7 separate regions of the Mus musculus genome follow, and all the other regions are linked to region 1. The links are chromatin contacts, called in public HiCAR-type, Micro-C and promoter capture Hi-C maps. All regions are on one chromosome and are shown on one strand. The core of a region is the stretch at or near the end of the contact, and the rest is flanking DNA. Distances in the headings are between cores, read along the strand shown.

Evidence for each region. Promoter capture Hi-C pulls out the DNA fragments that hold promoters and counts their contacts. A called contact is a pair of places that touch in the nucleus more often than the background predicts. HiCAR-type assays count read pairs that join an accessible place to other places.
Region 2: a HiCAR-type map of astrocytes shows a contact between it and region 1, with 3 times the contacts expected there. The contact joins the promoter of AU040972 here to the promoter of Sarm1 in region 1. A contact is called at or near these places in 2 of 39 promoter capture datasets (HPC-7-derived erythroid cells and pre-B cells) and 1 of 115 datasets of contacts at active chromatin or transcription factors (astrocytes).
Region 3: a contact with region 1 is called in a promoter capture Hi-C map of pre-B cells. The contact joins the enhancer-like site here to the promoter of Sarm1 in region 1. A contact is called at or near these places in 2 of 39 promoter capture datasets (embryonic stem cells and pre-B cells) and 1 of 9 other capture datasets (embryonic stem cells).
Region 4: a HiCAR-type map of kidney shows a contact between it and region 1, with 4 times the contacts expected there. The contact joins the enhancer-like site here to the promoter of Sarm1 in region 1. A contact is called at or near these places in 2 of 39 promoter capture datasets (hippocampal neurons and pre-B cells), 2 of 15 datasets of contacts at CTCF or cohesin (embryonic stem cells and large pre-B cells), 1 of 484 Hi-C or Micro-C datasets (embryonic stem cells), 5 of 115 datasets of contacts at active chromatin or transcription factors (embryonic basal ganglia, forebrain, kidney and 2 more) and 1 of 9 other capture datasets (liver).
Region 5: a contact with region 1 is called in a promoter capture Hi-C map of pre-B cells, with 2.3 times the contacts expected there. The contact joins the promoter of Ksr1 here to the promoter of Sarm1 in region 1. A contact is called at or near these places in 4 of 39 promoter capture datasets (embryonic stem cells, hippocampal neurons, liver and 1 more) and 2 of 484 Hi-C or Micro-C datasets (CD4 T cells and CD8 T cells).
Region 6: a contact with region 1 is called in a promoter capture Hi-C map of liver. The contact joins the promoter of Sez6 here to the promoter of Sarm1 in region 1. A contact is called at or near these places in 3 of 39 promoter capture datasets (fetal liver, liver and neutrophils) and 1 of 9 other capture datasets (adipose tissue).
Region 7: a Micro-C map of palatal mesenchyme shows a contact between it and region 1, with 1.9 times the contacts expected there. The contact joins the enhancer-like site here to the promoter of Sarm1 in region 1. A contact is called at or near these places in 1 of 484 Hi-C or Micro-C datasets (palatal mesenchyme), 4 of 115 datasets of contacts at active chromatin or transcription factors (astrocytes, embryonic basal ganglia, large pre-B cells and 1 more) and 1 of 9 other capture datasets (liver).

The regions. Positions count from the first base shown.
Region 1 is chr11:78,495,413-78,499,554 of GRCm38.p6, reverse strand. Sarm1 (sterile alpha and HEAT/Armadillo motif containing 1) reads left to right here and starts at 1,801. Exons shown (of 9, transcript NM_172795.3): 1 at 1,801-2,566. The coding sequence starts at 2,097. It overlaps Vtn (vitronectin), which reads right to left and starts at 435. Exons shown (of 8, transcript NM_011707.2): 1 at 142-435; 2 at 1-52. The coding sequence starts at 205.
Region 2 is chr11:79,482,268-79,486,409 of GRCm38.p6, reverse strand. AU040972 (expressed sequence AU040972) reads left to right here and starts at 2,379. Exons shown (of 4, transcript NR_045305.1): 1 at 2,379-2,464; 2 at 2,692-2,772; 3 at 2,846-3,026; 4 at 3,998-4,142. The region is part of intron 36 of Nf1 (neurofibromin 1); the gene reads right to left.
Region 3 is chr11:79,285,870-79,290,011 of GRCm38.p6, reverse strand. No RefSeq gene overlaps it. Among named protein-coding and RNA genes, the nearest start is that of Gm30561, 18 kb to the left of the region's middle. Within about 2 kb of position 1,956, at least 111 of the 459 cell types and tissues checked have an H3K27ac peak or open chromatin away from gene starts, as enhancers often do. A contact at or near this core is called in pre-B cells, where this site is marked.
Region 4 is chr11:79,227,274-79,231,415 of GRCm38.p6, reverse strand. All of the region lies in intron 1 of Gm30470 (a long non-coding RNA gene), which reads right to left. Among named protein-coding and RNA genes, the nearest start is that of Gm30470, 4.7 kb to the right of the region's middle. Within about 2 kb of position 1,980, at least 52 of the 459 cell types and tissues checked have an H3K27ac peak or open chromatin away from gene starts, as enhancers often do. A contact at or near this core is called in kidney and liver, where this site is marked.
Region 5 is chr11:79,144,674-79,148,815 of GRCm38.p6, reverse strand. It overlaps Ksr1 (kinase suppressor of ras 1), which reads left to right and starts at 2,343. Exons shown (of 19, transcript NM_013571.3): 1 at 2,343-2,761. The coding sequence starts at 2,537.
Region 6 is chr11:77,928,381-77,932,522 of GRCm38.p6, reverse strand. Sez6 (seizure related gene 6) reads right to left here and starts at 1,684. Exons shown (of 17, transcript NM_021286.4): 1 at 1,409-1,684. The coding sequence starts at 1,463. Gm11190 (predicted gene 11190) reads left to right here and starts at 3,235. Exons shown (of 3, transcript NR_033549.1): 1 at 3,235-3,265.
Region 7 is chr11:79,012,568-79,016,709 of GRCm38.p6, reverse strand. Ksr1 (kinase suppressor of ras 1) reads left to right here. Exons shown (of 19, transcript NM_013571.3): 19 at 447-3,270. The coding sequence ends at 525. Among named protein-coding and RNA genes, the nearest start is that of Gm11201, 9.0 kb to the left of the region's middle. Within about 2 kb of position 2,184, at least 15 of the 459 cell types and tissues checked have an H3K27ac peak or open chromatin away from gene starts, as enhancers often do. A contact at or near this core is called in palatal mesenchyme, where this site is marked.

The DNA.
Region 1 (4,142 bases), core at 552-3,051:
TGACACTTCTTGCTGGCCATGAAACCCTGAGTGCAGCGGCCCTTGCATGACTCTATGGGAGGGAATATCAGGTTTACAGCCCAATCTAGGGCACCTGCCCAACCTGCACTTCCCTAGGTACCCACCAATCCCCTCCCACACCTTGGTCAGCCAGAGAAACCCATGCCACCAGGGCTAGTATGAAAAAGGGCCTCAGGGGTGCCATGGCAGGCCTCTAGCCCAGGGCCTTGGCAAGCTGGGCGCGGAGCTTCTGGAATCTCGCTGTCCTGCCTGAAAAAAGAAGCAGACTGAAGAAGAGTTCCTAGTTCCCTGGGTTTCTGCCCTTTATTTGCTCATCCTCTGGCCCAGCCCCATTGCCCTCCTCCAAACACAGCTGCAGCAAAGGGTCACATTCCCAGAACCCCAGCCCCAGGAGAGCTGGGAAACAGAAAACCCTCGCCAAGACCAAAGTCAGTAGGGTCACGGGCAGGAGGGATAACACGCTTAGCTTAGCTGGGGAGGTGGAAAGAAAGCATGTGTTGTCACCCTCTGAGCCAGTCCCGTTAATCTCCCTGAGCCTTACTTTTTATAAAGTGGGACCATGGTGCCTTGCCTCATCAGGTGTTGAGAGATTCCGTGAGCTAGAACAGACAAAACGTTTCGTGCCTGGAGTAGCTTCCAACTCATTCCCATAAGCCGTTATCGATTTACTGTTTGATCAGGCTAGGTGCTTGTCCCATCCTACCCCCCGCTTCGAATCTGGATTTTTGGGGCAAGAAGGGGGGTTGGGGGAGAGCTGGCAAGCACTTTGGGGGAGGTTTTCTTTTCTTCTCATAAAAGAACAAAGCTTCATTTCTGGCCTCTCCTTGTTCTCTCTAAGCTGGGTGTTACAGCATAGGAAGTAGTGGGTCAGAGTCTATTCTTCTTTCTTTATTTTTTTTAGATTTATTTATTTTATGTTTTGTGTATAAGTGTCTGCTCACATGTGCATCTGTGCACCACATGCATGTCTTGTGTCTATGGAGGTCAGAAGAGGGCTTTGAATACCCTGGAACTGGAGTTTTGAACAGTTATGAGCTGCCGTGTGGATGCTGAGAATCAAACCCAGGTCCTCTGTAAGAACAAGTACTCTTAAAGGCTGAGCCATCTTTCCAGTCCCAGAGCCCATTCCTGAGGCTTTCACTAATCCATTGATCCTCGGGGGACCACCCTGGCCACACCTTCAATGACCTCATTTATTTTAAAAAAAAAATGGACTCATTGGGCATACTTTCTAGACTCACATACTAAGTGGGATTTCTCTATAAAGAAAGTGCTCACTGGGGTAGAGTGCCAGGTTTTGGGCCAAATTCCAAGCACTGGCACACTTCTGAAGCCCCTCCGTTTTCTGTTCTGTAATCACAGGCGAGCGTGCCTTTGGTGTCTCTTCTCTATGGACCGCAGTAGTCTCAGCGGCAAAATGAAACACTAAATTTTACTCCCTACAGACGCGTGAAGCCTAAGTGGAAACCGGCATTAAAGGGCTTTAAGAATCTCAACTGCGATTCTTTAACCATCCGGAGGGGACGTGGATACATGTAGCCAGCTTGCTTCCACATTTTGGGGAGCCGAGCGAGCGGTAGGAAATGGAAGACAGCTCTTTACAGCCCTTTCTACAGCATCTTGCACACCACCAAGGGGAGACTGGGGAGAGGAGGCGGAGCCAGGTGTGGGCGTGGCTGGAGACCTGGGGTAGGGCTTGCGCCTGCGTCGGGGGCGGAGCCCGTGAAACCTAGAGGCGGGGCGTCAAATCCTTGACTCTGCTGCTCAGAGGCGTGGTTGCTGTTGAGCATCTTAGCTCCGCTGTGCTTAGATTGGAGCAGCGCTTTGTTCCGGGCACCGGCGTCTCTACCCTCCCGCGTCTGGTCCATGCTTCTCTCTCCCTTCATGCCCTTCCTAAGTCGCTGAGTCCCGGAGCTGCCCTCCTCCTTCTGCTTCTACACTTGTAGCCCAGCACCTTTACCGGATCCTGTTTGCTTTTTTTTTTTTTTTTTTTTTTCTTTCTCCTCCCAAGGCCGGGGTCTCTCTGCCAGGCCCCGCCCCTCTAGGCCTGGCATGTCCCCTGCTGCCCAGCGCCCATGGTCCTGACGCTGCTCTTCTCCGCCTACAAACTGTGCCGCTTCTTCACCATGTCAGGCCCACGGCCGGGCGCCGATCGGCTGACAGTGCCCGGACCGGATCGGAGTGGTGGCGCCAGCCCATGGTGGGCTGCGGGCGGTCGCGGGTCTCGCGAAGTGTCGCCCGGAGTGGGCACTGAGGTGCAAGGCGCCCTGGAGCGTTCGCTGCCTGAGCTGCAGCAGGCGCTGTCCGAGCTGAAACAGGCAAGCGCGGCGCGGGCTGTGGGCGCGGGTCTCGCCGAGGTCTTCCAGCTGGTAGAGGAAGCCTGGCTGCTGCCGGCCGTGGGCCGCGAGGTGGCCCAAGGTCTATGCGATGCTATACGTCTGGACGGTGGCCTCGACTTGCTGTTGCGGCTGCTTCAGGCACCGGAGCTAGAGACCCGTGTGCAGGCCGCGCGCTTGCTGGAGCAGATCCTGGTGGCTGAGAACCGGTGAGGGAGAGTGGGGTGAGGTGTGGGGTTGCCAGGGCAGTGAAGGTGGTTGGAGACGGTATCCCATTGCTGATTTTGCCCTAAGCCCATAATTCTCCCGTGCATCTGGGTGTCTTTCTGTGTTACCTTCTCACCAGGGCAGCCATGACCTTATTCTGCAGCGTCTGATCAGGAACAGAAAGTTTTTTGGTTTTTGTTTTGTTTTGTTTTGTTTTTGTTTTTGCTAGGACGAAATAGTAGGGGCAGAGAAAACTGAGGTATCTTTCCTTCCTATGGGAAACTGCTTGACTGCTTCTCCTTTGCCTACCTCCTGAGACCTCCTTTTGAACTATTATGAAGCCTTTGAAGGGCCCACTTTCCCGGTCTTCTGGTGCCAGAGCAAAACAGGCTGTCACACTAATTTTCACCAAAATCTCAGGCTCTCAGCTCAGAATTTTTAGAAGAGTCGCTTTCAGCACGCAGCCCTCACAAGTGTCACGACGTGTTTTCTCTGGCATTTTTGATCACCTTTGATATGTGGAAATTACACAACTGTCCAAAAAATGCACAAACAGAATGATTTGGGTTGGGAGACCCAAGGTAGGTTTCTGCTTGCTTAACCCCTCTCATCTAATATCCGCTGTCCTGACTGGGATAGGCCATGAGTATGGAGAACTGGAAAATGGAGTAGGTGCTTGCTGAGTGTGTTGGAGCCCAGCTTGGCTGGTGTTGGCTTGGTATGGTCAGGGAGTTAGAACTGGTGGTACCTGTGGGAAGTGGGTGCAGGAAACATGATGCAAACATACGGATATGTTTTCAGGAATGGAAATGACTATCCTTACTTATTGACAGCTCTGAGAGAGTAACCTCTATCTAGTGTACAAGTCCCCAAACACATGCGGATGCCTTTTCAGGACCAAGGACAGGGCACAAGTCCCGCTATCCCTCATGCTCCCTCCCCAGAAACCCCGGGGCTCTGCTTTCATCCATGGGGACAAGACTGGAAGGGAGAGAAGCAGGGAACACACGGGGGCTTTGTGTTTATTCTCCACCCATCAGCCTCCTCGGTGCCTCTTTTTGCCATCCCATTCTGGCAGTTCTGGACTTCCCCAGGGTGATGCTGCAGCCACTTCCCAGAATCCTAGCTCACTGGCTCTCACCCATGAACTGTCAACAGTGTAGGGATCTTCAACTCTGGTCCCATAATACCCAGTGAGGGCACTGCCTAACTAGCAGCCCTCTAAAATCACAGGCCACCCCACCAGGGGGACAGAATGAATATAGTGAACATATCTTTGAGGAAAATAAATGGCTTCCCCTAGAATATTGAATGAATAATAGAGGAGTCTATTTTTAATATAAAGAAAGAAAACTATTACACATTACAATTCAAAACTTGCAAAGGTGTATAAAAAATGGTATAATGACAAAAGTTCTCAACAAATCCTCTCCTGTGGAGGAAAACCACTGAACAAGCTTTTGTATCTCCTTCCAGAGAGGGGTGGAGCATATACAAGCATTTGCACACATAAATACACACACATATATGCATGTGAAAAAATATATATGTATGTATACAAATGGTTTCTTACTTAGC
Region 2 (4,142 bases), core at 1,130-3,629, 990 kb before region 1:
AGTTGAGTGTAGAAGAAGATACAGTACATAATCTGTAGAAGTAAAATTCTAGTTGGTAGAAAACTCAATTTGGGACCCAAGAGATTCCATGAAAAGGATAAGGCAGGGCTTTAGACAATTACAAAAACAGTTAGAAATACCAGCTGAAGTAGAGCAGTTACCAGAAAGTAAATACAGAGAGGGGATTACCTAACAAAACCATCATCTCGTGGAAGGATGCAGGCAGCCATGGTGAACAAGAGAATACATTCTCACCTACCCTTTCTTTCTTCAGTCTCCTTGTATTCCCTATTAGTCAAGTGGAATTCAGAGATGAGAAAAGTTCAATAAGATTCTGTATTCAGATCCACATCTCAGGTAGAAGCAGGATGTAAAGTAGAGTAACATGGGATTTGGCAAACAGCACAGATGGGTTTCTATTATAAACAGCCCTCAAGTATTTCCAGCTATGACAACAAAAGTTTATTTCTCACCTCTACTGAGTCATTTAGTTCTACTCTCTTCTAGGGTTTTGAAGAAGCCCTCCAACAAACTTTGGAGAACTGGTTCAAAGCCAAACACCAGGCCAGAAAATGATGTACATATTGTTTTCTCTGGGCTGGATGTGATGGTTGTCAACTTGATCAGATCAGTCGTGATAACCCTCATGAAAATGGATCTATTAACCTTCTCATGTGGACAGAAGGAATGCTCAGGAGCCACGCTCCCTGTCCCGAAGGGTATGCTAGGGGTAAGTAGTTGCTGGAGGGAGAAGACTCCAGGCATGCAACTCTGAGATCCATCACTGATGGAGACAAGGGCTTTGGTGAAGCTGCACACTGAGTCACTGATGCTCCTGGAACACTATTAGCACAACTTGGAAGAATAGCTCCTTCGGTCTATCATTTCCCTCTTTGTCTAGAGTGAATGGAAATAGGTCACCCAGGACAAGTCACACAACTCATGTCACCAGCACTCAGGTACATTCCCAGGTAGTTAACCACAAGGCTGACAGGAGTGGTATGGCGATATGCTGGAAGGAGACAAGAAGCACAAATATACCAAGTCCAAGTCTCATACCAACCCAGGTAAAATGTTCCAAATAATTTGAGTGTCAAACTTCTATTGATTCAACTTTAGGTTGTCAAAGATGAGTGTATATATGACCTACCAAATAGAAGCCAGAAAATAATAGTGGGCTCTTAAATTTAGGCTGATGATTCGTGAACGTATGTTTATGACACAGAGGAAATAAGTCAAATGACCAATAGTTGCTACTTCAGACATTACTAATCATATCATTGGAGAGACAGAAATAAACTGACAGCTTTTCAATAAATCCCAGTGTCTCCTAGTCTTAATAATACTTACTATGCTAGAAGGTAGAGAAAATACAAAGAATAAGAGGTGTGCTTGACCTGAAGGCAGGGCAAGAAAAAACCCAGACTCTGATAACTGCAATTTCCTAAAATGACTAATTCTTCACCATAAAATTAGGGCATGTTCATACATAGAAAAAGGGTACTGACATCAGAGGTAGGCCTCCACAGGAGGAACTCTGAGCAAGGAAGGAAAAAACTTCAGACACAATGACAATATTAAGGTCTTTCAAGGCTGGATAATGGTAAATAATTTTTGTTTGTTTAGCATCATTAAGGTTAATAAAAAAAATAAGATAGTGAGAAACCAAAGGTTAGACAGCTAGTCATTTGGCTAAATGATAAATGAAATTAACAGATTACGAGAAGACCCAGGGCTACATGAGACCCTATCTTATAAAGCAAAACAAAACAAAGAGACTCTGAGAAAAAATAGGGAGAAAACACTGAAGTAAGTAAGGCAAGATTGAGTTGTTAGAAGCTTGATAATAAGCTGAATAGGCAGACTTGATGGCCACACTGTAATCTGAGCACTTGGAAGCGTGAGGGAAGAGGATGGTGAGTTTAAGGCCAGATGTTCAGAAGATTCTGTCTCAAAGAGGGGCGGGGAGGAGTAAAAGAATAAATTCAAAAGGTCAGGGTTAGAAAAACATAATTAATTACTGGGCCACAGTTAGCTCAAGGAGTAAACATCACTACAACCATTTCAACTCTATTCCCTAGAGTCAATTCTCAGAATAAGCAGGGAGTAGGAGAGGCATGGTAGCAGACACTCACTATCTCAGGCAGTGACTTAGTGCACTGCTCTGGTTGCCAAGAGGCTTCTTTTGTTGATTTTCTAAGTATGATCACAACTACCCTCCACAAGTGAGGTTAGAGATTTAGCAAGCATTTGCCTATTCATTCAAAGGAGGGGAAAAACTCAGCACAGAGTAAGGACATGTACTGGCTTGTTCCCCGCCACTCTCGCAGTGACTTCCTTGTGTACCAACACCACACCTTGTGTCCATTCCTGCTACACTCACGGTGCCTGCCATGAAGATGAAGCTGTTACTACAACACAGCCCTATTTCCCCGGAAAACACTGACTTCAGCTCGTGAGAGAGGTGGCTTAGGACATTTTTTAAAAGGAAACTTCTGTAATTGAGTCTCACACTATCACTTCCATGTCTAATTCTTTCTTTAAAGTGCCATGCGAGGGTACTTTTATCTTTATTTATCAACATTTAATCTCTTAAGATGTAAAATTCCTAAATTATTTTAAAATCATCATTAATGCTCTTACTTGGTTTGAAATCATGATAATTACAAAGCAAATTATATATTCGTCTAGTTAGAGTCAACCCAATGAAGCAATCCATTTGGGTGCATGCAGGAAGATTAAATGCAGTGAGGTATTCACTGGATCCTTTAAGTAAGTACATAGACTTTACAAAGATTTTATTTGAATGCCTTAATCTCTGTCAAAGTCTGCCTGTTTACACTAGATGTTTGGAAACGCTCCTTCCGATACTTCCAAAGAGGCGAGGCTCCAAGCACGTGACTGGCTCCTAGCTATATTATTTAGAACTCGGAGAGTGAGAAGAGACTTCCCTTCAGGATCATTCTCCAGGACCCAAGACAAAGGCTGAATTCATAATCTTCAAAACTAGTCTGCCAAATCAAAAGGTAGTAGTAACTCGAAAATGGTTAACTATGTATTAGAATGAAATAGAAGTTCTTGTATATATTCCTAAAATTTAAGTTTAAGATTTGAACAAAAAATATAATATTTTATCATGGTAAGCAGGGGTCTGCTTATTACAGGTATAGCAAGCTATTAGATTTGAATACATGCTAAGAGAAAAGTAGCCTAATTCTAGAGAGAGTACTGACCCTTTGGTATAGGAGCCTGCTCTGTGTTACCATTCATACCGGCTAAAGAACCTGAACTAGGATTCAGACTCAGGCTCTCAGTCTGCTTACTGTAGAATAGGCATCTCTAGACATGCTGTATGTACCCCTCGTGTAGGCTCAGCTGTAAAATGGCAGACTCATTTGTAGTCAATTCTAGATTTCCTTTTTAAAAAGCTATGGAATTCTCTTAACAGCTCGCCCTTTGCTCTCTTCTACCCCTAAAGAAGGTTAAAATGAAGGAAACCTTAGCATTGGGGAAATCATTTGACTTATGGTTGGTTTTTTTCTTCTACTTTGTTGTAAAGATTTAAAAGTAATATTCTAATTTGTAGAGCTACCCCTTAAACTACTAAGCGAGAAGCTTCCTCCTCCTCCTGCTACTCTCCTCTCCCACCCAGTCTGTCAGCCAGTCCTTCAGGTCGAACCTTTGCTGCTGTCCTGTTCCTCACACCAACCCCATTCTTACTGGTTCAAATGCCTCATGGTTAACTTGTTTGCAAAACAGGAAAACAAAATCAAGCTCCTTCTAGTATTCAGAACGCTTATTCCTGAAGTTAGTGACCTAGATAGAAAACAAGTCTGTTATCGGGTGAGGTTCAGAAAGGAGGGTTGTTATTTGGTCATTAATGAATAATTTAAAAGTCCATTTATATTATGTGAATATACTATAGAGATACAACTAAAGATATGTGATTGTCTATGTGTTTGTGAACTGAGTATTAAATTTTATGATCACTTTAAAGCAAAAGAAAACGATGACCAAGCATTCCTTCACTGTCACCCTGCTCCTCATGTGTGCTCATATTATGGGAACAATTTCAACAACAATAGCAGCAACAGCAGCAACAACAATAACAAATACCACCTCAAATTCTACAAAAAACTTGA
Region 3 (4,142 bases), core at 707-3,206, 790 kb before region 1:
AAAAATAACCAAATTCAGGCAGTTTCCATTCAAGTATTATTACTTAATCTGTCAATCAAAATAGAGACCCACCCAAACTATGGCCTTAGGTTTAGCTCCCTTAAGTAAGAGACACCAGGCTGTGGCCTTGACTACTCTCATTCCTGTGGCCTGCTGACAATCTTGACAGTGTATCCTTCTATAACCTGTACCTTCCCCTTACTCAAAACAAAATTAGCTTGCTTCTTTTGCAAAATCTGTGTGAGCCCTCATTTCTAATTCTTTGGACAAAAAGCCAAGGGCCTGAAAGCAATCAGCCTATAGCCCAATCATTGGTAACCAACCTAGCACTTGGGGCAGACCAGGGAAAGTTTGAGGCCAGCCTGGGCTACAGGTAAAGTAGCCCTGGTTTGAATGGCAGCATTTATCTTGTGCCTTCCAGTGTTTCGCGGTTGTTGGTTTTTTTGGGTTTGTTGGCTAGTGTTTTACATTCCGGAAGGTAGCAGCACCTTCTAAGTCCAGTCCCATGCATCTGTATCTTTGTGCTTAGAGAATCTTTGCAGAACAAATAGAGTCCTCCATGGTATCTCAGGAATCCTGAATTCCTGAGATTGCAGAGGTGTGTTCTATTGCTTGCAAAGCAAGCTCAGGAGAAAAAGGCTTTGCTGCAATCACACTGCGAATTGTTCTATGTCACTCAGTATTGTGTGACACAGTGGCTTCCAGGCTCTGCCTCTCCCTGGCTGACTTTTTTTCTAAGCTTACTGTAACTCTTCTTTTTAAAGACTTGTTTATTTTTATTTAACATGCATGAACCTTTTGCCTGATTGTGTGTCTGTGCACCATGTTCATGCCCTCAGAAGCTGGAAAGCATCGGATGCCCTGGAACTGGAGTTACATGCTGTTGTGAACTGCCAAATGGGTGTCAGGAAATGAACCCAGGTCCTCTGGAAGAACAAGCAATGTTTTTGTTTTGTTTGTTTTGTTTCCCAAGCTGAGGCTGTCCTGGAACTCATTCTGTAGACCAGGCTGCCAGGCTGGCTTTAAACTCACAGAGATCTGCCTCCCTCTGCTTCCCAAATCCTAGGATTACAAGTATGTGCCATCAGCACCAAGCTGTTTGGCTTTTAATGTATGTGTGTGTGTGGTGTGGTGTGTGGTGTGTCTGTGATGTGCACAGAGGGTAGCACATGAGTCCCAATCCACAGGTCAGCAGCTTCATTCTAGAAACTTCCAGCCAACATGAGTGAAGCGCATGCCAGCCGTAGACAGAATGAAGATATCATTTCCAGAGCCCAGGCCCTCTTGCACATACATGCGTTCTTCTTTTTAGTGCAGAGTTCCGGTCCCTGGACTTTTAAAGCCAGAGCCCATCTGAGCCTATGTTTGGGAATCAAGACTGATGGTGTAATAAAATTAATAGCCCATCAAACTTCTTGGCTGAATTACAGTCCCATTATTACAGGAAAGACAAACAACACACTCCATTAAACTGAAGGGTGAACGAGACTATGGAGAGAAGCACAGAAATGATGGGAAAATTGTGGCCTCTTCAGACCTGGAGTCTCCTAGACCGTGTGGTGTGACAAATGAGCTCTGGGAGGGTAAGTGACCTGCCTAAGGCGCTGGGTGCCTTTTGAAAAGGTGAGGCCTTAAGAACACAGCAAGCTAGCTCCCTCTCTGGACTTAACTGGAGTCTCCTGTCACCCCCCTGGGGCCCAGAGGAGGACCCTGCAGTATAGTGATCACCTGAACACCTGAGCCTTCCTCAAGTGTGCTGCTTGCTGTGACTTCTGGGTGTCAACATTTACACCCAGTGAGAACTGCTCACACCAGTGCTCAATGACAGCAGACCTGTCTGTCCCAGTTCCTGGTTTCAAACCAAGGGCCCAAACTGTGAATTCAGCAGGCAATGTCCTCCAGGACCACCAGGAAGCCTGAAAGTGAGACTCAACCTCAGGAACAAAGGCCTCTTGGGATATCATCTGCAAAGAAACCCATGTGTGCGGGCATGCGTGCATGGGTGTGGGTGGTGGTGGGGTGGGTGGGTAGACCTTTAAATAGTTTTTGTTGTTTTTTTTTTTTTTAAAAGAAAGCTAGGTGGTTAAAGCCAAGAATACCAGTACCTTTGACCTATTGTCACTAGGAACAAAAAGCATAGATCCTAGAACCAAACACGTGGAGGAGACACCTGGCCAGGGTAGGGGGACAGGTGGGTCTAGTTTTTGTGGACTAGGAAGGCAATGTAGGAGGCCGCTCTCCACCATCTCCGCCTCTGCCTGGTGACAGTTGATAAACATTAAGTCACATGCTTAGGGAAATTGCAACACAGGAAGTGAAATTGGGAAATCGAGTCTAAATATGTCTAGGGAGGAAGAGGGAGGCATTTCTTGAGGGCTGGGTTAAGGGGGTGGGATGGGCGTATATATTCACTGGTGATAGTGCCTAAGGCCATGAGTCCCAGGCTCTAGATACTTGCTAACCTGGTCTCCGGAATTCAGAGAAAAGGGAGTCATACATCTGGATGAGTTGGAGTGCCAGGAGACCCATTCATTAATGTGGCATCCGCTTGGCCCCTCCCCCCTTTTCTCTGACCTCTGCAGGAAGCAGGGGGATGACTGAAGTCTGCCTATGCCTCTACCTCCACTTCCCAACAGTTACAATTGGCTCCAGCACTCTGTAAAGGAGCTGGCTCTTCCAGGAGGCCCCAGGCTCTCTCTGGTATGGATTTTTGTTTGTTTTGCTGGGCTGGAGATGGAATCCAGAGCCTTGAGTATGATGGTCAGACACTCTACCATTGAGCCACGCACACACCCACCCCCACCCCAATGCTGGGTTCGTGTTAGGATGCTGGCAGATCACCAGCATCCTCCTAGTCGTTGTCAGGAATGTCCGGGATATTGCCACTTTACTCCATAGGACAGTTAAGAATTCAGACGGCAGCCGGGCATGATGGCACTCGCCTTTAATCCCAGCACTTGGGAGGCAGAGGCAGGCGGATTTCTGAGTTCAAGGCCAGCCTGGTCTACAGAATGAGTTCCAGGACAGCCAGGGCTATACAGAGAAACCCTGTCTCGAAAAACAACAAAACAAAACAAAACAAAAAACAAAAAAAAAAAAAAAAAAGAATTCCGACGGCAGAAGCGAGGTGATTTTTGGGTAAAGTGAGAGTAGAGAGAGTCCTCTTTCCAACCCTTAGGGCAGTGGAAGACTAGATGTGCAGAATGTAAAGACAGGCAGGTGGAGTCTGCTGGGGGTGGGTTCAGTGTTCTAGTAGGCTTGCTCTTACTCCCCAGTTGTAGCGTCCCTCGCTGCCTCCGGAAGTGCTTTCCTATTTGCTGCCTCGTACTGGCCCACCAGGAAAGAGAAGTCCTCGGTGTTCTGCCCCCAGAAGACTGGTGGGGGCCCTCCCTGCTGGCTTCCCACAACCCCTGTTGCTGTGGACCAGCTGCCAGCCCAGCCCACTGTTTGGCATCCCTGATGTTTACCTAGCTGGAGAAATGTCAGGCCCAAGGCCTGCTGCTTTAACAAAGAAACACTAGTTTTCTGGCTGGGTGGATCCTAATCTCACTAGGAAGATAAAGGAACTAAAATAAACTGGAGAGATCTCTGCCTGAAACCGGAAGCGGGCTGCCAGACAGGCCGTTTACTGATAAGACCGTAGGATTGACCCATTTCAAGTAGACAACAATCCAGGGCTGAGGGTTTGGGTGAGATGTACAGTACAAGTATAACAAGTAAGAGGCCGTGGTTTCAACTCCCAACACCACCAACAAAGAGGATGTTTTGGTGTTGTTCACTGTATCCAGGGTAGTGTAGCCATCATTGCGAACAATTTTAGGACACTCTCATTTCCCACTAGAGAAATATTTTGTTCTACATTGGTGTGATGGCATTCACCTGTAATCTCAAGACTGGGGAAGTGGAGGCAGGAGGGGGTCAAGGGCTACAGGATGAAACCTTGTCTCAACAAAGAAAGGGTGAGAGCAGTCATTCCCCCAACCTTACTTCATCTTTTCAGCTCTTGACAAGCACAATTCTTTTTCTCTATGGTTTTCATATTCTGCACTGTTCCTGTGAATAGAGTCATCTTGATAAGTTAGTTCTCCGATGGTGAAATGAGCCAATATGAGCCAGATTTAAATATATATATATATATACAC
Region 4 (4,142 bases), core at 731-3,230, 730 kb before region 1:
GATGAGATGACATTAGCAAGTGAGGACTTGGGAAAAGTCATGAGGGCAGGAGCCCGCTTAATGGAATTTGTGCCTTTATAAGTCCTCCACACTGCTAAGACAGGAGAAGGGAGTGAAAGGGGCTTTCACCAGTCCCCAACCGTGCTGGCTCCTGGGTCTGACTTGCAACCTCCATAATTGTGAGAAGGGTGCGTTGTATCTAAACCACCTACCTAGTCTCTGTGTGATTTGTGACAACAGGGCAAACAGACCTGCAAGAACGCCTCCTGATATGAGCCGGGAAGAAGTCCTGCTAAGACACAAAGCTAGCCACTCTGTCTGTGTGCTCCTCTACTAATAAGGTTTGAACCTGAAAATCCCTCCACAGGCTGGTTTTGAGGGTTACTTTAAATGTTGTAACCCCTAAAGGTTGTAGGGTCTGTTTGGTGGAACCCGGTCACTGAATGCAGGGGAGTTGTGGAGGTTATACCTACCCCTACCTCTGGCCTAGCTCTACTTCCTAATCTGCCACCTTGTGAACAACTGTGGCCTCGTGTTCCCACCGTCATGCCTTCTCTGCCTGCTGGACCAAGTGACACAGGATATTTGTCCCTTAAGTTGATTCCGTCAGGAGCTTTGGCCACGGTAACATGAAAGTCCGTGACACGCCCCATTATACCTGCCTCTGCAGAGGGGTCAGGTTTCCTCTTGGATGATATTATATTATATTGGTAGAGCTGGGCAGAGAACCAGCCGACTCGTGTGAGCCTTCTGTGCTGCAAGGGTCTGCAGTAACTGGAAAGTGGTCAGGAAACCCACAAGTCAGAGGTGGCCCCCTCACCCCACCCCATCCCACCCCACCCCGCTGCCTCTATTTTCTCTCAGCCTGTTTTGTTTTCTTCAATTTCGTCAGGCCCCTTCGGTGGTGCCGGATAAGCTGCCCCAGCTCACTGCCGTCTTGCCACGGAATCCTACGCGATCTCATTTCTTCACCCCCTCCTTGGACTTTCGAATAAAGCCCTGTTTCAAATAAGTTAATCATTCTTAGATGTTGATTCCTTGTTTAGAAGCCAAATTCCTCACACCTGAGGAGATTCTGTCGCCTTCTCACGGGAGCTGCTGGCGCCTGGCTTTTGGGTCAGAAGGACTGATCAGGAACCAGACCCCCGGTCCCGGTTGGGCAGACATGAACATAGCCCGAGCTGGGAGGTTTGGATGAGAGACCTGGGGGCCACGCACCCAGCTTGTGCTGTGTGGAGAAAGCAGATCCCTCAACTGGGTCATGCTGCTCAATGCTTGGCCAAAGCCAAGCTGGCTGGGCTCGGTCCCATCTGGCTCCCAGCAAGAGGGTGTGCATATAGCAGTTTGGCCAGATGCCACACTCCATAGACGGCTGCCCAAAGGATGTCGCTGACATGGTGACTGAGGCTGCTATCCTGAGGAAGACTCCTGTGACTGACTGCTCAATTGGCTGTTGAATGATGTAATAATGTCTCCACACAAGTGGCATTGGCTCTTCCTTCCTTTCTGCAGTGCTGAGTCCTGGCAGCTACTTGACATGTGTTACCAACATTGGTTGAGCACTGACCACGGGTGCATTTTACTGTTCCTGCTGCTGGTCAGCAGTTCTGGGAAGTTTTATTGTTTTCCTTTGATGTCTGTGCAAGCCATGAGGCTAACTCCCTCCTCTAGGTGGAGGCGGTCACATGATCTCAAGGTCCAAGATGGTGCTGAATGCAGACTCCTGTTTTTTCTTCATAATGCTTGTGAGCGGATGCTAGGAAGAAAACAGCCAGGCTCCGCTGTGTCTTTGCCAACACCTCCCCGCCTTTCCCGGGGAGGCCAGCCATGATGTCAGGCTAACCCTTCCCCAACACACCCTACCCTTTTCACTGGATTGTGGAAAAAAAAAAACAAAAACAAACAAGGATTACCCCTGAATATAACGAGGCAATTGAAATAACCACACAGAGTGACTGTGGTCCCTGCCCTTTGCTCGGTGCCCAGGGAAATTACACCGGAGCTTGGCTAGGTTTTTGCTCCGCTCTGCTGTCCTTGGGTACACATATCACTCAAACAAATCATTTTTATTGCCCATGTGACAAATCTAACTCAAGCAGGCTGTAGCAGGATTCTGCAGGGCTGGGCTGGGCTGAAGGCAAGAAAAGAAGTAAGCTGGCCTCGAAACTCCCCTCGTTGATCAACACCTGACCAAGGCCGCAGGAGCCTCTTGTACCAGCAAGATTGGCCTCACTGGTCCAGAGATGACCTGGACAGAGTCCTCGAGGCTGGAATGGACTGGATGTAAGTTCTCTGTGTCAGCTCACAGATGCTCTTGATGGAGTGGACCAAATCCAGAACAAGGCAGGGCCGGCATCGTCATCAGTAACAAAGCTCAGTCATGCTTGTCACATGACCCTGAGGAAAGTTAGACTTTAATTCTTCTCCCAGAAGCCAGGCGCCATATCAAATGCTTGTGAAGACAAGGCCACCCTGATGTAAATGAGACCCTCTCTCAAAATAAAACCATCCTTTACATTAAAAAATTATTCATTTGGTGAGAGGTTTGAGACAGGGTTTCTCTGTGTAGCACTGGCTGTCCTGGAACTCACTTTGTAAACCAGGCTGGTCACAAACTCAGAGATCCACCTGCCTCTGCCTCTGCCTCTGCCTCTGCCTCTGCCTCTGCCTCTGCCTCTACCTCCTCCTCCTCCTCCCAAGTGCTGGGTTAAAGATGTGCACTACAAGTACTCAGCTAAGATTTGTGTGTGAGAGTGTGTATGTGTGTGTGGTGTGTGAGACAAGCAAGCCATATGCAAGTGGGTGCTCTCAGAAGTCCTAAGGGGGCACCCAACCCTCTGAAGCTGGAATTACAGGCAGTTGTGAGTCATCTGACACAGGTATTGTGAACCTAACTGGGATTCCCTGAAAGAGAAATAAGAGCCATCTCTCCAGGCCCCTTCCACCATCACATTTTAACTGAAACTAAGATATATTTTGTAATCAGCATGGTTTTCAAAAATCCTCATGGATGTGGTAGCATATAACTGTAATTCCAGCATTCAAAATCAAAACAAGACAAACAAACAAAAAAATCCCAGCATTCAAGAGACTAAGGCAAAAGGATAAGAAGTTGGAGGCAAGCCAAGTGTGGTGGCGCACACCTTTAATCCCAGCGCTTGGGAGGCAGAGGCTAATCTGGTCTACTGAGCAAGTTCCAGGGTGGCTGGGAAAACTCTGTCTTGAAAAATCAGAGGAGGAGGAAGAGGATGATGATGAAAAAGAGGAGGAAGAAGAGAAGGAGGAGGAAAAGGAGAAGAAGGGAAAGGAAAAACAAAAAAGAAAATTGGAGATAATCTGAACTCCAAGTAAAACTTTGAAAACAAAAAACAAACATAAATCTCTCAGCTGTCACACACTAAAATGACACATTAGCTACAGTGATGTGGATAAAAGTCAGCAGTGTCTAGAATTTCATAGGAAAGCCAGTACTCAGGAGTCTAGGCCAGCCTAGGCTACAGAAGACGCGGTCTTCAAAACAAAACCAACAAAACCAGTCATTGCATCTTACATGCAATTTAAAAGTCAGTAGAATGTTATATGTACTGCCAAGAATAAAAGATGGCAGAAACAGGCTGTCAAGGGGAAGGGAGGATGAGGAAAGTTGGGAGCCAGAGCATCTGTGAGACCTTTCTGAGCATCTGTGAGACCTTTCTGAGCATCTGTGAGACCTTCCTGGGCATCTGTGAGACCTTCCTGGAAATTACAATGAGGACCAACCAAAATGTGTGAAAGCAAGTTCAGGGCCGAAACTGGAGCTCAATAGAATGCATGAAGCTCTAGTATCCTCAGCATCCCATAAACTGGGCTTGGCGGTGCGCACTTGTAGTACCAGCACTCAGAAGGCAGAGGCAGGTGGATCTCTGTGAGTCAGTCTGGTCTATACAGTAAGCAAGTGGCTGTGAGCTGAGGTACTTCACAGGTGCCAGGCCCTGACCACAACTAGGAGGGGCTAGCCTCAGACTTGAGCAGGTGGGTCAGATGAGGGAACAGCTAGATGGGAGTGCTGGCTGGGGCAGAACAGGACAAGAGTGGGGCTAAGGAGGTCTGTCACTGTGAGAATAGTAGTAGTAGTAGTAGTAGTAGTAGTAGTAGTAGTAGTA
Region 5 (4,142 bases), core at 1,094-3,593, 650 kb before region 1:
TAGTCGAGCAGAACTGACAACCTCCAGGTTCAGTGAGAGACCCTGCCTCAAAACAACAAGGTGGAGAGAGATTGAGAAGTCCACGGACCTTCTGCACTGTGGCTTCTCAAAGCATGCTGTCTACAGTTGCAGCATCAGTACCCCCTAAGAACTTGCTAGAGATGCAAATCTCAAGACCCAGGCTTGGATTTATGGATCAGGAAACTACAGGCTTTGGGTCTCTCATTCTAGGATGAAGGAGCCCTCCCCTTGACTGTGACACTGTTCAAGCTTGAAAACCACCATTGCAGTTTTATTTCAAGGTAGTTGCTTCTCGTATACAGGGTCTGGAGTGGGGCTGTGGTAACAGAAAGGGCTGGGAACATGTAAGTACACCAGAGGGGTCTTGTTCACAGAGTGGGGATTGTTGTATCTTCATAATCCTTTGAGACAGGGTCCCACTAGATAGGTTAGGTCGGTCTCAAGTAAAGAATTCTCCTGCCTCAGCCTGTAAAGTGCTGGGATTAATGTGAGCTCCCACACCTACCTGTATCAGTAATTCTTTTTTTTTTTTTTTTTTAAAGATTTATTTATTTACTTATTATATGTAAGTACACTGTAGCTGTCTTCAGAAACCCCAGAAGAGGGCATCAGATTTCATTACGGATGGTTGTGAGCCACCATGTGGTTGCTGGGATTTGAACTCGGGACCTTCGGAAGAGCAGTCGGAGCTCTTAACCACTGAGCCATCTCGCCAGCCCCAGTAATTCTTTTTGTTTAGCTCTGTTCGATTAATTTTGTTTTATGGGTCTGAGTGTTTTGCCTGCATGCATGTATGTGTAGCCATGTGACTACTTGGTGCTCACAGAGGTTAGAAGGCATCAGAATCCCTAGAACTGGAGTTACAAATGGCTGTGATCCATCACACGGATGCAGGGCACAGAACTCCTCATCCTTTGCAGGAGCGAGCGCTCCTAACTGCTGAGCTATCTGTCTAACCCAACACTGTTTTTGAGGCAAGACCTCACTATATATGTAGCCCAAGCTGGTCTTGAATTCACTATTTGACCAGATTGGTCTTGAACTCACAGAGATCCTCCTGCCTCTGCCTCTGGAGTGCTGGGATTAAAAGTGTGTACACTTGACTTCAGTTTTTACTTCTTTTTTCGAGACAGGGTTTCTCTGTGTAGCCCTGGCTGTCTTGGAACTTGCTCTGTAGACCAGGCTGGCCTGGAACTCACAGAGATTCTCCTGCCTCTGCTTCCAGAGTGCCACTGCCACCTGGCTCATTTTCACTTCATTTTTATTGCTAGAACATGTGAGGTGGACTGATGGGAGAGGAGAATGAGCAGGTGTGGTAAAGCTTAAATTAGGGCAGACTGGGAAACACCACTGCTAAGACCACTGACTGCTGAGGCTCAGGGTCTCATCTAGATAGTGTGAAGTTAGAAAGGAGCTAGCATGTATACTTGATCGCACATGCCAGCAGTTAATATGGGTGCTGTTAGAAACATAACTTTTTTAAAGAAACCCTCTAGACTAGATGGCTATGACTACCCTATTTGATGTGAAGGGGAAACTTGGGCACTCAGAGGAAAGCTATTTGTCCAAGTTCACATACTGGGTAGACCCAGGTTCTCTCTGGCTCGAAACTCTTAGAACTGTTCAACAAATTAATATTTTGCCCATGTGGCATCTACAGGGTATGGGGGGCACTAAATTTATTTTGTTGAGTAAATAGAACACAGAAGAAAGTCCTTTCTCCTTGCCTGCACAGTAACTTTGGTGTGACAATTCAGGGTCAAGCTCTATGTGAACACAAACACAGCCTCGTCGGGTGTTGTGAGATTTTGATGAAGGTGGGTGTTTCTTTTTCTTTTCTTTTGATAGTGTTGGGGAATCAAACCTAGGGCTTTGTGTTTGCCTGGCAAATGTTCTGCCGCTGAGCTACACTTTTAGCGCATTCCCATACATGGTAACCCCTAAACTCATACAAAAATTTTAGGACCCTCAATATCCTACAAGACAGGGGTTATCTGGGTCTGAGCCATCAGCCCCTTCCCCACCCCATTCGCCAGTCTCGGAAAGCTACTGATGTGTGTGCGCTTGCGTGTGTGAGAAGGGTGTAGTAGTGGGAGATGGGGGTAAAGGAATCAAACTCCCTAGACCACGACGCGCACGAATTGGAGCAGGCGCAGAGCAGCCCCTTCTAGACGTCAGGCGGGGCCGAAGTGCGGGCGGGGCCCCGAGGGCGCGGGCCAGAAAGCAGATGCGATGCGCGGACTACAAGTCCCAGAATGCGTCGCGGCCCCGATCCGGCCCCCGCTGTCGCTTAAAGGCTCCAACAACCACAGCCGTCGGGTAGTGGAGGCTTTCGCTTTGCCGCCGCGTCTGGGCGGGAGGAGGAGCGGACTGGGCAGCAGGCTTTCGGGACTGCAGGCTTAGGCGGCGCCAAGGGGCGCTCCTAGTGCAGCCTTCCTGGCTCGGGGCTTTCCTGCCGAGGCGCCCGTGTCCCCGGGCTCCTCGCCTCGGCCCCCAGCGGCCCCGATGCCGAGGCATGGATAGAGCGGCGTTGCGCGCGGCAGCGATGGGCGAGAAAAAGGAGGGCGGCGGCGGGGGCGCCGCGGCGGACGGGGGCGCAGGGGCCGCCGTCAGCCGGGCGCTGCAGCAGTGCGGCCAGCTGCAGAAGCTCATCGATATCTCCATCGGCAGTCTGCGCGGGCTGCGCACCAAGTGCTCAGTGTCTAACGACCTCACACAGCAGGAGATCCGGACCCTAGAGGTAAGGGGCCGTTGCGCCCCACGTCCGGACCCGGCGGTGGCCCGGGAGCCGCCCCACTGCTTTCCTTCCCGAGTTGCATCCTGCAGCGGGGTTGCTGGCTGGAGTCTTCCTCCCTTTCCCGAGCTCTCTGATGCGGCAGCGTGAGGACCTACGACCAGCTCTCACTTTGGAAGAATTTAGGGGAGGGGGGTGTTAGCGTGGAACTGGATCGAGTCTCGAAGACCAGCGTGCCGAGTAGGATGCACAGGGCACCCCACTGCAAACCCCTTTCCGCCTTCACCCTATTTCCAGTGCCCACAGTAGTCATTGTCCCACTGAATCACGCGCCGGTCTTTTCTCCGTGTGCTTTAAGTCCGGTAGCGTGGGCTGGGGCGATGTGGGGGACGTCCCTTGAAGTGTGAGCGTCGATCGATCGGTGGCACTGACTTTCCCCTCACTCCCCACTCTCCTTGTTGTCCGTTTCTTTCCTTTCCACCAGGTCTCTGCCGCTTTTCAAAAAGTGTTTGCTGAAACAGCATTTTTGCTGTTCAGGCGTTGGGGTGCTTGTCTTTGGAGATGTCACAGCGGTTCACTGCTTAAAATGAAATTACCCTTTGACTTCCCTACTCCACCCCAAACACTGAGCTTTGGCCTAGGAAGGATTATACTGGGGAAGGGAACCTTTGGTAAGAACAGGCTACTTAAGGGGGTTGCTGACAGAGATAACCTGGAGTGCAATGAGGAAACAAGATGTGTGAGCTCTCTTCTCTCAAATTATACAGTTGGGAAGTGCAGCATTAAAACGATTTGGAAGAACCAGCCAGAAAGGTGGTTGGCATTTCAGAAGGGGACGCTCCCCCACCCCCTTACACATTGGGGGGGAAACTAGTGCCTTCCCAACTTGCTTTTGCCCAGAGACTGGAAGACCTTTGAAAGTGAAGGGGTTATTTAGTAACTCTTTCCCTAAGAAGGGCCTTTCCCTGGCATTGCCACATTTGGTTTCTGTAGGTCTGAGGATGTCTTGTTAGATACATAATACCCTTTCTCTCTCCTCTCTCTCTCTCTCTCTCTCTCTCTCTCTCTCTCACACACACACACACACACACACACACACAATTGCTAATTGCATCTGCCAGCTGTCCTAGAGCCAGCTGATGATTGCTGTAATTATTACAAGACCAGCCCTCCCTCCTCTCGCACCACAAGCCTGAATCCTTGTTTGATCCAAAATGCTCAGGGTGACTCTCCCTTAGTTGTATTTTCATAAAAGCCATGAAGCCAGGGACATTGGGAGACTCCAAACAGTGCTGGCTATTATTATTGTTTTTTTGTTACAGTTGCTATAGCAGGACTGACCTGGGGTTTGCCTTAAAAACAAACCAACAAAACCCTGCACTGGGAG
Region 6 (4,142 bases), core at 435-2,934, 570 kb after region 1:
GGTTTCTCTTCATCCCTTCTTATCCCTGGAGTGGGCTTCTTTTTCCTCCCAGCAAGGTGAACATATAATTCCAAGTTTTCCTAGTCTTAGGAGGAGCCAGTGTGGGCAGCCAGGTGGGCTGGGCAAAGATGTGGTCTACTTGTGGGTAGAGCTAGAGATTCAAAGATGTTCTCCCTCTCCATCCCCCGGGACGGGAAAAGAGCGGCTTGGTACTAGCCCAGCCCCGAGCAGCCCTGGTCTGGCTGTTCTGACCTCCAAACTCTCCGGCCTTCGAGGATGGAGCCCGAAGGTTACAAATCTCCCTCCCTCCCTCCTTGACAGCAGACGCTAGGAACCATAACCATATGGCGAGGGACTTTGAGTCCCAAGTCAAAAGTGCAGTTTCGCGGACCCCAGCAGGCGATTAGTAAAAGCGGAGAATGACCTAAGCATTTGAAGACTCCCGAGACCACTTGCTTCAGACCCTTCCTGCTTCCCATTCATCTTTCCTCCAAACTCCCTTGGTGCTAACTCCGAGGCCAAGCGTTTCTTGACCGAGATCAATGAAGTTAGGACTTGACTCGGCGTCCGGGGCTGGGACAAACGGTGAGTTCCGCTAACTAGTCTGCGGCTCCGAGGTCGATAGAACCCGGCAGGAAGGCAGAGCCGAAGAGAAGCAGCGCTCCGTGCATGTGCGTGTGTGCATGTGTGTGTCTGTGTGCAAGAAAAGAATTTCAGGGAGGGCAGCCAGTCCCAGGACCTCAGTTGCTGCAACCCAGAGAAGAGCGAGGGGCTGGGCAGTGGGCTCTCAGGGTCCCCGGATATGTTTCCCCAGAATTGTGTTCTAGGTTCCAATCCTGACTTGACAGCGTCAAGGCAGAGGTAGGTGAGAGATGTCCCAGTCCCGGGTCCGGCCACCACCCGACCCAGTTCCTCTGCAGTGAGGATACGAGGGACCCAGAATAAGCGGCAAAGTCGAGCGAAGTTTGGAGACCAGCGGGGTAGGCAGAACGGCGGGCTGGTAGCTGGGCTGTCCGGACTCTGCACCCGCGACCTGCCGCCCCCCCCGCAACGCGCCCGGGCGCCCCTAGACGCCTGGAGTGGAGCGAGGGAGCGCGCGGGAGAGCGCGTGTGTGCGGGGAGGGGGTGGCGTGATGAATTGCAGCAGAGAAATCCCATTAGATCCGGGGAGATGATTAAAGGCGAGGTCTCGGCCGGGCGCGAATGGCGGGAGCCGCGGCGGCTTCCCGCCCGTAGAGCCCGCGCCCCGCCCGGCTGGGTCGGCGCCGGGGACAGCGCAGCCGGCGGGACGTGGTGCTTGGGAGGAACAACAGGACGCACGGAGCAAGGCGCCGGGATGGTCTTGCTTTCCTACCCCTGGGAGTCCGCGCCCGCCCCCGTCCTGTGGCCGGACGCCCGGGTCCCTTACCGTGAGCCAGGAGCGCCAGCAGCGAGGGCAGGAGCAGCAGGGCTGCTGGGCGCATGGTGCTGCTTGCGGCCGCGCCCCGGGTCGGGGCCGCGGTAGGGGAACTGGGGACTGGGAGAGGCGTGGGCGCGGGGGGCAGAGCCGGTCCCGGGGAGAGCAGCGGGGCCGCCGCCGCCGCCGCCAGCGCCTGACAGAATCAGCACCACGGCCAGCGCCTGGCGTCGGCGCCCGGGATCGCCGCGCGGGGCTGGGGGCGGGGGCGCAGGAGGAGCGGCTTACCGTAAAGTCTCAAGCAAAGGCGCAGAAGACCCAGCGGCAAGAGAACAGGCTTTCGAGCCCTGGGGAAAGGACTGCCCTGCTAATGTGGCACACAGCCCCCGCCTTCCCGAGCTGCCCACGCCCAGCCAAGCTTGCCACCCTCTCCCGGGTTTGTAGCTTACCAAGGTGTCAGGTTCTAATCGGATTCTCCATTAAAGAGAACACCCCCTCCTCACCTCTCTCTCCACCCCACCTTGGTACCTGACAGCTACAAGGGTGATCTGGAAAGATGCACATCAGTGAGGCAGCTGGTGAGGCCCGCCTGCCCTTGTGGCAGCTCCATCCTGGGCCGATAATGAAGACGGCTTTTGAACGTACAAAGGACAATAAATTATTACTTTGCGCTCAATAAATGCCAGGGCTCCAGGCAGCTGCATCAGCAGCAAACTGTGCTCACAGAAAAGCTTAATTATCCTGATATTATAGTTAAAAGCCAGTGGCACTTGTGTCCTGGGGAGACATTCTCCACTTGGTAGGGGGCAACCTGGGTCAAGCTGTGGGGTGCTGAAGGCAGCACCCTGGGTCCCCATGTAGCCATGGGGTTCCAGACCTTGCTTCCTCTATTTCCTCTGTAGAACAAGAATAGCCACAGGAACACAGATCTTTTATGCCAATACCAGCTTCGGTCTTGGAACTGACGAAGAAAATGGGATAAGCATGAATATCAGGGGTCTTTATGACTGTTTTAGTTTTAAATTTTCATTTTTTTTTTTACCAGGACCTGGCACATGATTCCATACTTGATAGATAGGGAGGGGCTCTACCACTGAGCTACACCTTCAACCCACCAGGTGTAGCTGATTGTTTCAGATGGAGGAAAACTTGAAGAAGGGGCAGTAACCCCAGAGTAGTTGGAATAGTCAATAGCACAGAAAAATAAGATCCCATGACTTTGTGACCTGAGGAACCCCAGTAAGCCATGGGCCAATAACAGGCTAGCCATAGCTGTGCAGAACTAGAGGCTATTATTCAGACCCAAGGGACATGGTTAGGCTTGTTACTGAATTTCAGTGGACTCAACAGGACACAACCACGTGGCTGATGTTAATATCTGTAGAGGAAGAAGGAGGCCCTCAAAGGGCAGCTTAATGTTGAGTTCTTTCCATGTGAACGTGGGTCAAACCCCAACAATTTGTCCACAGCACTTCCCCCATCTCATCCTGGAAGCAAGTGACTTCTGCCCTAAGTTTCATTCCTAGGAGAGTCTTTCGGTCCTTACAGTCTTCCAGCTTTGCTCCTTTGATGCTCTGTAGATCCTTTTGTGGGCTCTGGGGAGCCATCTTGCTTGCTGTAAAGAATCCCAGGCAGCAGGTGGCATGTGGAGTTATCTGGGGAAGATGCTGGGTGAGGATTTTGGACAGTTGTCTGGTGAATTGGAAGAGAAAGGAGAGTAGCAGAAGGGATGGCAGGTAGGGGAGCCTTTGAAGAAAAGATCAGAAATGTGGAGAAGCCAGGAGAGAGGGACGGAGGAAAGGGAAAACAAGACCTGCCCACAGAATGGGAGAACAGGCGCAGAAGTGCCTGACTGAAGTCTGGAAACGGGTGAGTGCCATGAGGCTCTTCCTTTCTCACAGGCATTCCTGACATTTCTCACATCCCTGGGTCCTTCAGGACTACACAGCTCTGGGAAAAGGGGGTTGAGCCACAATGCAGGATGAACCTGATCTATCAGGATAGTTCCTCCTGACTTAAAGGCTTCTGGAGGTCTCACCCGACTATCTTGGCAGTAGGGCTCTGGATGAGCTGGGGACTACCTATAAGAAGAAAGGTAAGGAAATTTTCTGGGAACCTGCAACATGGCCTTCCTGACTGCCTGGGATACAAGAGGGAGTCCATTGCAGACTACAATCCCAGGATACAACACTCTCTCCTGAACCCAGGGAATGGATCTGCACTGCATGACTAGAGTAATAATACGGTTTGCTGTCATTCTTTACTGAAGATCTGGTAAACATGGCTTCTGTGGAATGGGTTCCCAGCAAGCTTGAGGCAGAGCCTGGACCAATCTAGGGAGCAGTAGAGGTTTTGGTAAACATCCTTTCTCATGCCTTTCAAAGGGCCCATTCTTCCTAGACATCGGCATTGCCCATAATGGAGGGCAATAAAATGTCCACGGGGACAGTCATCTATATCAAGGCTTACAGTTTGAGAGTTTACTCTATTCATACACACAATTTGAAAAGTAACACTGGCCAGTGAGATAGCTCAGTGGGTAAAAGGCACTTGCTATCAAGCCTGGTAACTGGAGTTCTATGCCCTACGTCACATTAGGGGAGAATCAACTCCTGTAAGCTATTCTCTGGTTTTTGGACACACACACACACACACACACACACACACACACACACACCAGCCTGTGGTGACCTGCACAGCCCCCTTTACTGTGTCTACCCAGCTCTTTACTCTCAGAAGATCCTGA
Region 7 (4,142 bases), core at 935-3,434, 520 kb before region 1:
GCAAACCTGCTGCCACATCTGTTAGGAGTTCATGTCCTTCCCTGACCAGATTTCTGCAGTCAGGCTCGGGATTCTGCTCCATAGTGGCCCCAGTAGGCCCCGTGTGAGCGCTATTTCTAAAAGGAGTGTGTGGCATTGCTGGTCCTCAGGCCTGGCTCACCCAGTCCCACATCCATGTGGGGCAGCCAGGGTGGAAACTACAGCTACCGCCATGCTGGGTGCTGGGCAGTCAGGTGGACAAGCATCTGTTTTCCCCTCAGCCCTGCCAGGAAGGGAATGTAGCCGAGGCCCGGGGCTTAGGGAGGCCAGGAGCAGCTCTGCCAAGACTGTGGGCGGAGCAGTCGCCTTCACTCGGCTCCTCTGCTAAGCTTAACCAGCGACAACCTTAACTCTGGACTGGACGAGGCCAGCAGAGCCATAACCCGTGTCTCTGCTCCTCTTCACAGCATTAACAGCAGCAAAGTCATGCCCCGCTTTGAAAGGTTTGGCCTGGGGACCCTGGAGTCCGGTAATCCAAAGATGTAGCCAGCCCTGCACGTTCATGCAGAGAGTGTCTTCCTTTCGAAAACATGATCACGAAACATGCAGACCACCACCTCAAGGAATCAGAAGCATTGCATCCCAAGCTGCGGACTGGGAGCGTGTCTCCTCCCTAAAGGACGTGCGTGCGTGCGTGCGTGCGTGCGTGCGTGCGTGCGTCACCAAGGTGTGTGGAGCTCAGGATCGCAGCCATACACGCAACTCCAGATGATACCACTACCGCCAGTGTTTACACAGAGGTTTCTGCCTGGCAAGCTTGGTATTTTACAGTAGGTGAAGATCATTCTGCAGAAGGGTGCTGGCACAGTGGAGCAGCACGGATGTCCCCAGCCCCCGTTCTGGAAGACCCTACAGCTGTGAGAGGCCCAGGGTTGAGCCAGATGAAAGAAAAGCTGCGTGGGTGTGGGCTGTACCCGGAAAAGGGCAGGTGGCAGGAGGTTTGCCTTGGCCTGTGCTTGGGCCGAGAACCACACTAAGGAGCAGCAGCCTGAGTTAGGAATCTATCTGGATTACGGGGATCAGAGTTCCTGGAGAGTGGACTCAGTTTCTGCTCTGATCCAGGCCTGTTGTGCTTTTTTTTTTTCCCCCTTAAAAAAAAAAAAGTACAGACAGAATCTCAGCGGCTTCTAGACTGATCTGATGGATCTTAGCCCGGCTTCTACTGCGGGGGGGAGGGGGGGAGGGATAGCCACATATCTGTGGAGACACCCACTTCTTTATCTGAGGCCTCCAGGTAGGCACAAAGGCTGTGGAACTCAGCCTCTATCATCAGACACCCCCCCCCAATGCCTCATTGACCCCCTTCCCCCAGAGCCAAGGGCTAGCCCATCGGGTGTGTGTACAGTAAGTTCTTGGTGAAGGAGAACAGGGACGTTGGCAGAAGCAGTTTGCAGTGGCCCTAGCATCTTAAAACCCATTGTCTGTCACACCAGAAGGTTCTAGACCTACCACCACTTCCCTTCCCCATCTCATGGAAACCTTTTAGCCCATTCTGACCCCTGTGTGTGCTCTGAGCTCAGATCGGGTTATGAGACCGCCCAGGCACATCAGTCAGGGAGGCTCTGATGTGAGCCGCAGACCTCTGTGTTCATTCCTATGAGCTGGAGGGGCTGGACTGGGTGGGGTCAGATGTGCTTGGCAGGAACTGTCAGCTGCTGAGCAGGGTGGTCCCTGAGCGGAGGATAAGCAGCATCAGACTCCACAACCAGAGGAAGAAAGAAATGGGGATGGAGCGGAGACCCACGGGCTGAGTCCCGCTGTGGAGTGGCCTTGCAGCTCCCTCTCAGTTAAAACTCCCAGTAAAGCCACAGTTCTCCGAGCACCCAAGTCTGCTCCAGCCGTCTCTTAAAACAGGCCACTCTCTGAGAAGTTGTGGAAATCCCCTTCCCCTAGGCCCCAGCACAGTTATTCACACTACCGGAGAGCTGGGACAGTAGCATTCTGACCCTACCTCCGGGTGGGGAGGAAGAGCCGTGAGCCTCTGTTCAGATCTGCGTGGGCTCTCCAATCATTTCTCTACCCCTTCAGCTTTCCACATTAGCCCTTGACGTGACCTCCCTACTCCAAAACCGAGTTGTGTGTGCCCCCTGCCTCTGGCAGTCTCATGCCTGCACCATCCCAGAGGCCACAGTGCCTGAGGCTCAGGCCGGTCTCTCACTGTGTAAGTGTTGTGATGTTGGCCTCCCCTCATGGTAGAATGTGAACCGTCAGGCTGCCAGCTGAGTTAACCCTTTTCAGTTATCCCCTGACACCAAATCACAGCAAGCGGCACACAGCCTACTGACAGCAGCAAGCCTGGGTCTTGCTTTGTGCTGTGAACATCACAGTTGAGAAAGCTTTGAGCCCTGCATTGAATATGGTCTTGTGCATTGGCTGAGAACCAGATAGGAATAGTAGTGGCCCCTGGCTGAAGGAGCTGACCATCTTCTGGGGGCCAGTGTGCTGGGGCTGCCATCTGCCCCAGTGGAGCTATAGTTCTAGGGCCCTCCTCCTTGCTTCCCAAGTCCTGCCTCTGCTCGGCCCTTCCTGTAAGAGAGTTCCCACCGTGGCCCCCACTTCCTTTTCTACTTAAGTGACTGTGAATTGAAGTTAGGAAAGCTTGCCTCCTGCGCACTCTCCTCGTCTCCTGGGAGACACATGAAGGATGACAGATACTGTGAATTCAGCCCGCGTAGCCACTATGAAGGCAGTGAAAAAGGCCCAAGCATCGGAGAACCTGCCCACCTAAGGTGTGATGCCCTTTACCAGGCACCCTGGGTTCCCAGCCTCACCCCGAGGGAGGCCTTTTCCCATCAGAGTGGCAAGTAGTGAATCCTAGCTAGTGCTGGGCTGCTCTAATGCATCCAGTCAGAGCCCTCGGCCATTGTCTTCCTGGTCCAGGCAGGGAGTGGCAAACCTGTGTTGCTCTGTAGTGACAGGGTGGGGTGGGACAGCCACGCTGTGCTGCAGCGCTGGCCAGGATATCATCAGTGTGTACACCTAGCGTCTTCTGTGGCCACGAGGCAGACATTTATTTGCTTATTTTGAATGTGATGTAAAATTTGTACAGTAAAAGTTTTTATATTTTCTATCAATTGCATTTGTCTTCCAGAAATGCTTTAATTTAAATTAAAATGGTTAGTCTTGATGAATGTGTTACGTTGGGGTTTTTGCCACTGCTAAGAATGAATGTCCCCTGTGGCTCAGCCAGGCCTAGGGGTCTGGAGTGTGTGAATAAAGTTTACCAAGGTATCTGGAGACTCCTGTTTGTTTTGAGCAGTTCAGATGACTGTTGGGGACCATGTGGGTAACTGGCACTGGAGGGCAAGAATGGAGGGCACAGGGTCTGAACCCTGCCAGGGGTTAATGAACCTCCCTAAAGAATGGAGGCAGGATCAGAGGATCAAGAGTTCAAGCCCTCCCTCAGCTAGATAGTAAGTTCCAGGCCAGCTGAGGCTACATGGGACCCTAACAGAGAGAGGGAGAGAGAGGAAGGGAGGGAGGGAGGAAGTCAGGGGGAGAGGAGGTTATGCCTAGATCTCAGAACAGGCTGGAAAGATGGTGGCTCAGTGGTTAAGAGCACATCCTGGTCTTGCAGAGGACCAGAGTTCAGTTCTCAGAGCCTAGGTTAGTTAGGGTTTCATTGCTGTTGAAGAGACACCATGACCAAGGCAACTCTTATAAGGGACAATATTTGAGGGTTGTTTATAAGTTCAGAGGTTTGATCGATTGTCATCAAGGCAGAAAGCATGGCAGCATCCAGTCAGGTAAGGCAGGGAGGGGCTGAGAGTTCTACATCTTCATCCAAAGGAAACTGGGAGCTGGGAAGAGGGTCTCAAAGCCCACCTCCATAGTGACACACTTCCTCCAACAAGACCACACCTAATAGTGCCACTCTCTGGGCCAAGCATATTCAAACCACCACAGTGCCCGGTGTCGGTAACCCCAACTCCCTGAGATCTAACCCTGGCCTCTATAGACACCTGCACTCATGTGTGTATGCACATACCACACACTCACACAATTTTCTTTAAACAGGAGACAGGAGGAGGCAGCAGGACTATGTCCCAGAGAGACAGTGATGACCCCAGCAGTCACAGAATGTGTAATGCAGACCCAGTTGG